Linked DNA regions of Mus musculus: all the other regions are linked to region 3. The links are chromatin contacts, called in public promoter capture Hi-C maps. All regions are on one chromosome and are shown on one strand. Each heading gives the region's core, a stretch centred on a gene start, on an enhancer-like site or on the middle of the called end of the contact. The rest is flanking DNA. Distances are from core to core; before and after follow the strand shown.

The links. Promoter capture Hi-C pulls out the DNA fragments that hold promoters and counts their contacts.
Region 1: a contact with region 3 is called in a promoter capture Hi-C map of hippocampal neurons, with 2.8 times the contacts expected there. The contact joins the enhancer-like site here to the promoter of Mrpl3 in region 3. A contact is called at or near these places in 3 of 39 promoter capture datasets (the 3T3-L1 cell line, hippocampal neurons and stem cell-derived epiblast-like cells) and 1 of 115 datasets of contacts at active chromatin or transcription factors (astrocytes).
Region 2: a contact with region 3 is called in a promoter capture Hi-C map of hippocampal neurons, with 9 times the contacts expected there. The contact joins the enhancer-like site here to the promoter of Mrpl3 in region 3. A contact is called at or near these places in 9 of 39 promoter capture datasets (the 3T3-L1 cell line, the C10 cell line, embryonic stem cells and 3 more) and 1 of 115 datasets of contacts at active chromatin or transcription factors (astrocytes).

What each region holds. Positions count from the first base shown.
Region 1 is chr9:106,037,848-106,040,547 of GRCm38.p6, forward strand. All of the region lies in intron 19 of Col6a4 (collagen, type VI, alpha 4), which reads right to left. Among named protein-coding and RNA genes, the nearest start is that of Col6a4, 57 kb to the right of the region's middle. Within about 2 kb of position 1,259, at least 20 of the 459 cell types and tissues checked have an H3K27ac peak or open chromatin away from gene starts, as enhancers often do. A contact at or near this core is called in hippocampal neurons, where this site is marked.
Region 2 is chr9:104,456,384-104,459,083 of GRCm38.p6, forward strand. No RefSeq gene overlaps it. Among named protein-coding and RNA genes, the nearest start is that of Mir2136, 32 kb to the left of the region's middle. Within about 2 kb of position 1,423, at least 4 of the 459 cell types and tissues checked have an H3K27ac peak or open chromatin away from gene starts, as enhancers often do. A contact at or near this core is called in hippocampal neurons, where this site is marked.
Region 3 is chr9:105,051,932-105,054,631 of GRCm38.p6, forward strand. Mrpl3 (mitochondrial ribosomal protein L3) reads left to right here and starts at 1,337. Exons shown (of 10, transcript NM_053159.4): 1 at 1,337-1,581; 2 at 2,490-2,674. The coding sequence starts at 1,490.

The sequences.
Region 1 (2,700 bases), core at 9-2,508, 990 kb after region 3:
GAAAGCAGATATGGTGATGGTTACAATTCATTCCTATAACTATATTTTTTTCCCTGTAGATCTAGAATTTTGCAAAATAAGAAGCACTGTGAATCTTTCATGAGCCATGTCAGTAACTCAGAAGGCAAGGGAAAGCAATGCATATGTTCTGTGTTATAGAAAGGGAGTTTTTTTCCATACAAATTCAGTCTCAGGTGGAATACACTCATGCAAACCTGAGCTTTCCACTTACCACTGCGACAGGGATGTTTTCCATATAAAGAAACAGTGTTCCGACTGATGGCCTAGCTCACGGGTGGAGTACTTGCCTGACATCAAAAGCTCCCAGTTTTAATTCCCAGCAGAAAGAAAAGGGTGGGGATGGGAAAAGGAGGGGGGTGGAAAATATGTAGAAAACCAAGCATGGTGGCTCATGCCTGTAATTCCAGAACTTAGAAGACCGGTGCAGGAAGATAGGCAATGAGTTGAGGCTAGCCTGGGCTACATAGTAAGACTATCAAACCACCAACAGAAATAGTTCTCCTTGTTATGTTTCACTGCCCAACACGACTACACCATGTGAAAGCAAGCGTGTATAAGAGTCATCTTTGATTATTAAATGCTGACTATTTCATCTCTGACCTTTTCTGAGACAGGGTCTCATGTATACAGCCTGAGTGACCTAGAACTCACTATGGGGCCAAGGGTGAGTTTCAGCTTCCAGTCCTCCAGCCTTTTACCTCCCAAGTGCTGGCCTTACAGATGTGTACCACCATGCCCAGCTTATACATGGTGGGGTTTGTACATTGCTAGACAAGTACTCTACCAACTGAGCCGCAGTCCCAGTCTAATTTTTAGTTATTTTTAAAATCACTACAATAATAATAATTGGAGCTAAGTCTTTCTATTGTCCCCTGATCAGCTTTAAGGAAGATATCAACTCACAGGCATTGGAATTTCTCTCTGTCTCTCTTATCTCTCTCTCTCTCTCTCTCTCTCTCTCTCACTCTCTCTCTCTCTCTCTCTCTCTCTCTCTCTGTGTGTGTGTGTGTGTGTGTGTGTGTGTGTGTGTGTGTGTGTGTCTGAGATTGCTTTTCCACTCCTGACCTGCACAATTGGTTCTCCACTCCTTCCCACACTAGGTATGTAATACAATTTCTCTGCTTTGTTGGAAACACTATTTCGGAGGAATTTTCCAGACTTAACTGTGACACTGATCCCAGGGCCTCTCGGAAATAATAGCAAGGAAATACTGCCCCCTAGCGGTCTATCTTCTAATCGCTGGCAGAATCTAATCAAGCATGGCTTATGTAAAGGAGTAATTTACTATCATCTAAGTCTATTCAAAGGATATTCACTAACACCCTTCTTTGAGCCCAGCATAAGAAAAGAAACCACAAGAGACACAAAATTCAATCATACAGGGCACAATCTGAAACAGTTACAATTTCTGTTCCACACACAAGAATGGAGTCAAGGCTAACAGGCTAAAGTCAAGGATGGAGGCCTTTGGAAGCTGTGGCCCTGAGGCTCTCACTACAGTTGTGGTGCTGTGATGGCCACCACACTGAACAGTGTGTTCAGAAGCCTGGATTCCTTTCTAGCAGCAAGCCATGAGCATTCTATGGCTCTGCTGTCTTCATGACATTTCTTACCATGACAACCAATGACTCACAGAAACCAGATGGTTCATCTACCCATCTTCCAAATGAGGATCCTGAGGCCTAGGAGCTGCTAAGGGTGGATTCCGCTATGTGTGCTTAGCTCAGTCCCAGGGAGCAGCCATTCACATGGCTCTCTGACCTTAACCTACTGAGGGGAAACAACCCAATGCTATTTGTATAATACAACCATAACTAATGACTGGGTGAAACCGCTTTCCCACACAGTGACATAGAAATGACCTTGTCCCAAGCTGAATTCCACTCAGGACCTGGATATACATAACATGGATTCTAGCTAGCCACAATCTAAGCCCTGTGGTTTTATCAAAGGATCCAAAATAGGAATTCAAAGTCAAGGTTCCCCTCCAGTTGCAGATATTTGCTATCCAGATCGCATGCCCAGAAATTGGGAACCATGAGATATGAGGACTGGGACACTCATTATCTTAGGCATGTTTCAGAATCGTGCATTTTAATGTCTGAGACATGAAAATCTAAAACTGGCTTCGGAGACATTAGCATCCGTCAAGCTGACAAGTCTCTTTGCTCTCTCTAATGTCTTCCACTGTGGTGGCTCCAGTCTTCAGAACTAGACAGACATCTCATCTTTACAACTGTCTACCACCCAATTTGCACCAGTCAGCTCCGGCTATGATGGAAAGCGAGCCAGCTGCATAATGACTTTGAGATCAGCACAGCATGCCAGGAAACTCACAGCAGAGAAGAGTCGAGACCTCCCTGAGTTGAGGCTTTCATTTTAGGCAAGAACCTAAAGACTGAATAGGCTTAAGGTCACTTTAAAACCATTACTAGCATGCAGTAACAAGGGGGTGGGAACTTGTGTAGGAAAAAGAAATGGTAAAGACAAGAACTCAAGGATTAGGCAGTAAGGGGAGGTTGGCATTCAGGGCTCCTGAGTCCATGGAAGATGGGAACCCTGTGGCTTTGCCCCACCTCCTATGGGGATTCGGCCAATGGGGATTCAGCCAGTGGGGATTCAGCCAATGGGGATTCAGCAAAGTATCCATGTGTTCTGAAAGAGCCTGTCTGGCATCCC
Region 2 (2,700 bases), core at 173-2,672, 600 kb before region 3:
AGTAGGTAGGTAGTATCTGCATCTATATTGTTCAGGTGCTGGCAGAGCCTTTCAGAAGACAGCTATACCAGGCTCCTGTCAGTAAGTACTTCTTGGCATCAGCAATAGTGTCTAGGTTTGGCGTCTGCAGATGGGATGGATTCCTAGGTAGAGAGGTCTCTGGGTAGCCTTCCCTTTAGTCTCTGCTCCAGTTTTTGTCTCTACATTTCCTTTAGATAGGAGCAACTCTGAGTTACATTTTTTGAGATGGGTGGGTTGCCCCATCTTGTAACTTAAATATCATTTGATGAGGTGATACTATCCCATTTTTTTTTCAGAAAAAGAAAGGTTCTAAGATTTAGATCTGTTCAAAGTTGTCCCTCTAGGAAATGGGCAAGGTGTTCAAGCAGGCCTTTTGCACTATATTGCTGGCCTACTCTTAGCAAAAATTCCCGAGCCATTAATGAGAGGAGAGGCCCTTGGTCTTGCAAAGATCCTATGCCTCAGTATAGGGGAATGCCAGAGCCAGGAAGCAGGAGTGGGTGGGTTGAGGATCAGGGGGAAGTAGGAGATAGGGGATTTTCAGAGAGGAAACTATGAAAGTGGATAGCAATTGAAATGTAAATAAAGGAAATATCTAATTAAAAAATAAAAAAATTCCTTCTTCCTCCTCCCACCCACCCTTCTCTCTTCTCCCTCCTCCCTTTCCCCTCCTCCCTCCTCCCTACATAGGATACTTCTGTCCCTATTGTTTCATTTGAAAACTTTTCAGTGTGAGTCAGATTTTCTTTTGACTTTAGAGCGCACCCCAGAGACTAAGTAGCATCATAAAGGATTCATGAGGAAAACAGCAGTGACTGTGTGAAATCCTCCACACCTCACAGGCAGGATCTGCTTAACTGAGGGAAGAAAAGCCCAGAGACAGACATTTTGTTTACCTCATAGAAGTGTGGCATTTTCAGCCCGAGGCTACAACCAGAATTAAGAGTTTAAAAACCAGCTACTTTAGTTTCTCTCTGTCCCTGTCTCTCTCACACACACGCATGCACACGTTTTGTCCCTAGAAAAGAAACGAATGCAGGGACATATTTTAGGAAAAAATATCAGTCTATTTTACAGAACAAAGAATGAGGATTCTGGGGTTGCAGTTTTTTGAGAATTGTCCCTTAGGGATTGGACCTTCCTTTCCAGCCAGTTGAAAACAAGAAGAGTGGGATAGGATGCGCAGAAACTCCTCAGCCTGCAAGATGTCTACCCCTGAATTATAGCTGCTTAATAAAGCTGTTCTTGGGGCCTTCATTCTCCATCTAATTTCTCAAAAACCTTTAACTCTATATGAAGAACTAAGAAAGAACTTCTGGATGAGCACAAGAGCTGCCAGATGTCCCGGATATTGCTTAAATATGCCAAAGGACCATTGCGTAACAGGGATCCCGATTTTTTCCCCCAACCTTCATGGAAACATCCCTAAAGCAGACTTTGGGTAATGCCCAGTAGATGGTGCTCACCATCAACTTTGTCAAAAAGACGACTTGAGCTTTGACAGAATTACTCAAATGGGATTTGGTTTGGACTCAGAAACTTCCAGAAGTAGTCTTTGAAGTAGTCCAGAAGTAGTAGGGCTTTGTAACAGAAACATTTGTACCCCTTACTGTCCCTCCCCCAAATCATAATTTGAAAAGCAGAAGGGAAAGTTGCCTGTCTATCTATCTGACACCGTGTCTCTCTGTCTGTCTGCCTCTCTCTCTCTCTCTCTCTCTCTCTCTCTCTCTCTCTCTCTCTCTCTCTCTCTCTCTCTCTCTCTCTCTCTCTCTGTAACTCCCAAATCTTTCATAGTCCTAAGAGGAACCAAACGCCCATTTAGAGAAGGATGTGTAACCTTTCCCAGCTACTGTATACAATGGGCTCCCAAGAGATTTTTATTGAAATCATTTGCTTTGAACTCAAAAGTCCCCTATGCCTTAAAATGTTTTCCCCCAGAAATTGTAGTGAGGTGGCAATTAAGACCTTCTTAACCCTTGAGGTGCCTGAAGTTCAGAGTTTCATTCAGTCTCAATAGGTAGTATGTATGCAATGGTGTTCCTGGAGAAACATCCTGATTTCTTCTCTCAGTGAGCTGATAGGGTAACTCAGCCAGCTGTTTCTATGGATTATAGAGGGGACTCCTGTGAATGTTATTACTCTTAGGTGGGCAAGGGTGGAGAGTTACCCTTGGGGATTCTTTATCTTGCTCCCTATCCAGAACTTTGGGCTTTGTTACGTTTAAACCACAAGTTCTTTTGCTTAAACCCAAATCTCCTGTTGTATCTACAAGTTTTTTCAGTAGTTATGTAATCCCATCTTTTTCAGGTAAAGGTTCATAATATATTATCATGTTCTAAACACAGTTTTTTTTTTAATTATAAAGGATAAATGGGTGGGGGATACTCAGAATTTAATTGAGGGGATAAAATCAGAAGAAAGCATCGACACTGGGCAAGTCCCCAAAGTCTTCTGGAAATAGTGTGTTATCAGAAAGTTTTGGGAGTCTCATCAAAGTTGCATCTGTTAAAGGGGAGATTGGAGTCCCTTTTTTTGGGGGGGGGGTTCTAAGTCTCTTTAATAGGAAAATTTAGGAATAGGTTCAAAAGGAAGTCCAAGAATGATTTCATTAGAAACTCTAGCTGTACATCTCAGCTGCTGACAGGAGGAGGAAGGAAATGGAGAAGAGCGGGCGTGGAA
Region 3 (2,700 bases), core at 87-2,586:
CCTGGATACCATTGACTGATGGACACATACAATACTGAACACAGACTATTGTATACTATAGACATACAAAACACTAGATATTGGTGATAGTAGGTTTTGTTTTCTCTTATTCTCATGCATAGTAGATGTCAAGGCTCAATGAATATGCCTATCTTAAGTATCTGTGAAGTCAGGTAGCAAGGACAGAGTGATGCATTCTTTTCTCTGAGTCTCAAAATATTACTGAGAAGCTGTCAAGGTACCCACAACAGCACTTAGTGGAAGAACAGGCAACGATTTTGAGCCCTCACGTCTAAGCAATAACTCTCTAAACTTTCTAAAGCAGGTTACCCAGGTCTTTAATTTTCTTTCTTCCTTCCTTCCTTCCTTCCTTCCTTCCTTCCTTCCTTCCTTCCTTCCTTCCTTCCTTCCTTCCTTCCTTTCTTTCTTTCTTTCTTTCTTTCTTTCTTTCTTTCTTTCTTTCTTTCTTTCTTCCTTTCTTCCTTGCTCGCTTGCGCTCTCTCTCTCTCTCTCTCTCTCTCTCTCTCTCTCTCTCTCTCTCTCTCTCTCTCTCTCTAAAGAGGAAGCTGAAAGGCCAAATTGCTGTTTCTACTTTTCCAAAAACACTGATGTAACTGAGATAGGGTTTTTGGAGTAGAGAAATGAATGTCTAGCACATACAAGGTAGGACGACCTGGGGCATAGAAGATACAGTACTGTTGTAGCTGTATCACGATCATTCTGAAACTTTATGGTAACACTCTTTCCTGAAACAATTGCACCTGGTCTCAACTCTATGAGCTGCCTCTCTAGACAATTCCGGTTTAAGGTCTTTGATGAGTTGAAGAACGGCCTGGGACTGTTTGTGCTCCAGCCCCGAAAGTTGCATGTGGTCCGGTTTTGTTGTTTTTGGTTTGTTTTGTTTGTTTTGACCCCACTTTATTGTTAGCATACATCAGTCCTATTTCAGTGTTAACTCTGTTCATCTGTTTTTGGCATGTACATAAATTTTAAGTACTTGCTCCCTTAGTTATAATATAGAAATAACTTCTTTAAAGGGCTGGTCTTGGGATTAACCAATATAAAATTGCCAAAGTGCGACTTACTTAGCACAGTGAGTTTTCCCACAGTGAGTATTATTGGAGGTGACTTCTCTTTCTTTAGTTTACAAAGAAATTTTTATCTTTTCTTGTCACATTCTCCTAAAGTTTAAAGCCCCAAACGTTCTTTGCCACCACTAGAGTCAACCATCTAATCCATTGGCAAAGTAGAGCCATTTGGATACGGAACCATAGTTACAGGTATGGAGTCTTTACCCGGACCGCTTTGAGAAACGGACCGGAAGTGGCCCGGCTGTGCTTTTCCTCCGCGGAGGGCATTGGCGGACAAACGGCGTGACTGCTGTCCCAGGCCTACTACGAACTCCTGGGGTTTGGGTTGGGGACTTGCTGAAAGCTCCGCGGCGGCGCGGCGGGAGGTGTCGCGAGCCGAGCCCTGCCCGGCCACTTCCATGCCGGGTTGGAGGCTGCTGGCGCAGGCTGGCGCCCGGGTGCTGGGCTGTGGCGCCAGAGGCCTAGGTGCTGACCCCGGCTTAGAGAGAAGGTGGGTATGGGCAAGAGGTGGTGGCGGGGGGCGCCGCCCACTCAACTATGTCCTTGAACAGAGATTTGGTTTTGCCGCAGAGGGTTAGAAGTGGAAGGGGCCATGTGTTCAAGGGGGTAGCATAGAAAATTAAGAAAGCATCGTTCAATCTAAAGCCTTGAAGGAGTAGTGGGGTTTTGTTTTAATGTTCAAGGAATTAGGGGTTAGCTGCGACTATTAGCAGCAGCAAGAATGTCTTCCAACCAGCCAGTGCTGGACTAGACGTTGTGTTTGTATTGTAACCTATATTAGGCCTTGTGTCCGGTGAGCAGACCACTGTCGTGAAAGTTTTTCAGATAAAACTGAAACTAAAGGGAAATAGGTTGTCCAAAGTCACTCAGCTAATGAGTAGAAAATCACTTGTAATTCTAAGCTGGAACTTCCTCACTACCAACCAAAGTAGACTGCCCAGAGGTTTATTTAGGTTCTCATCCACCCCCACCGTATGCAAAAATTAAACACACTTCCTTCCTTCCTTGCCTCAAGCTGCTAATCTCCTTCTTAGTGCATTTGCTGGACAGGGGTTGTGTTCTGTGGTTTTTAGTTTTGTTTTTAAAACTGCTTATTTGGTAGTTTGTTAACATTGGCGATGCCACTCCATTAGAAAACTGTCAAGTACAGATTCATGTGGGTTAGTAGTCACTCATGTGTTTCTTATTAGTTAGGTAGGATTGTTTATTGTTAATGAAAAGATAAATTTAGCCTTCAGGGTAACCATTCTTGGTTAAAGCAGAAGCCCCCGTGTTATTATAAGAAGTGTTAGGGAAAATGGACAAACCACACCATTCCCTGAGGCCGTGAGTGCATTATCTAACTGTGGCCTCCCCTACATTAAATGGAAATAATGACTTGATTGTTTTTGTTTCCAGAAAGAATATCTTGTTCTTTGTTAGAAATCTCCACAGCAAGAGTAGTACTTGGTGGGATGAACATCTTTCTGAAGAAAATCTCTCCTTTGTTAAGCAACTGGTCTCCGATGAAAATAAAACCCAGCTGACAAGTAAACTGAATCCCTTGAAAGATGAGCCGTGGCCTTTACATCCCTGGGAACCAGGTGAGGTGTAGGGATTTGAGATGTGA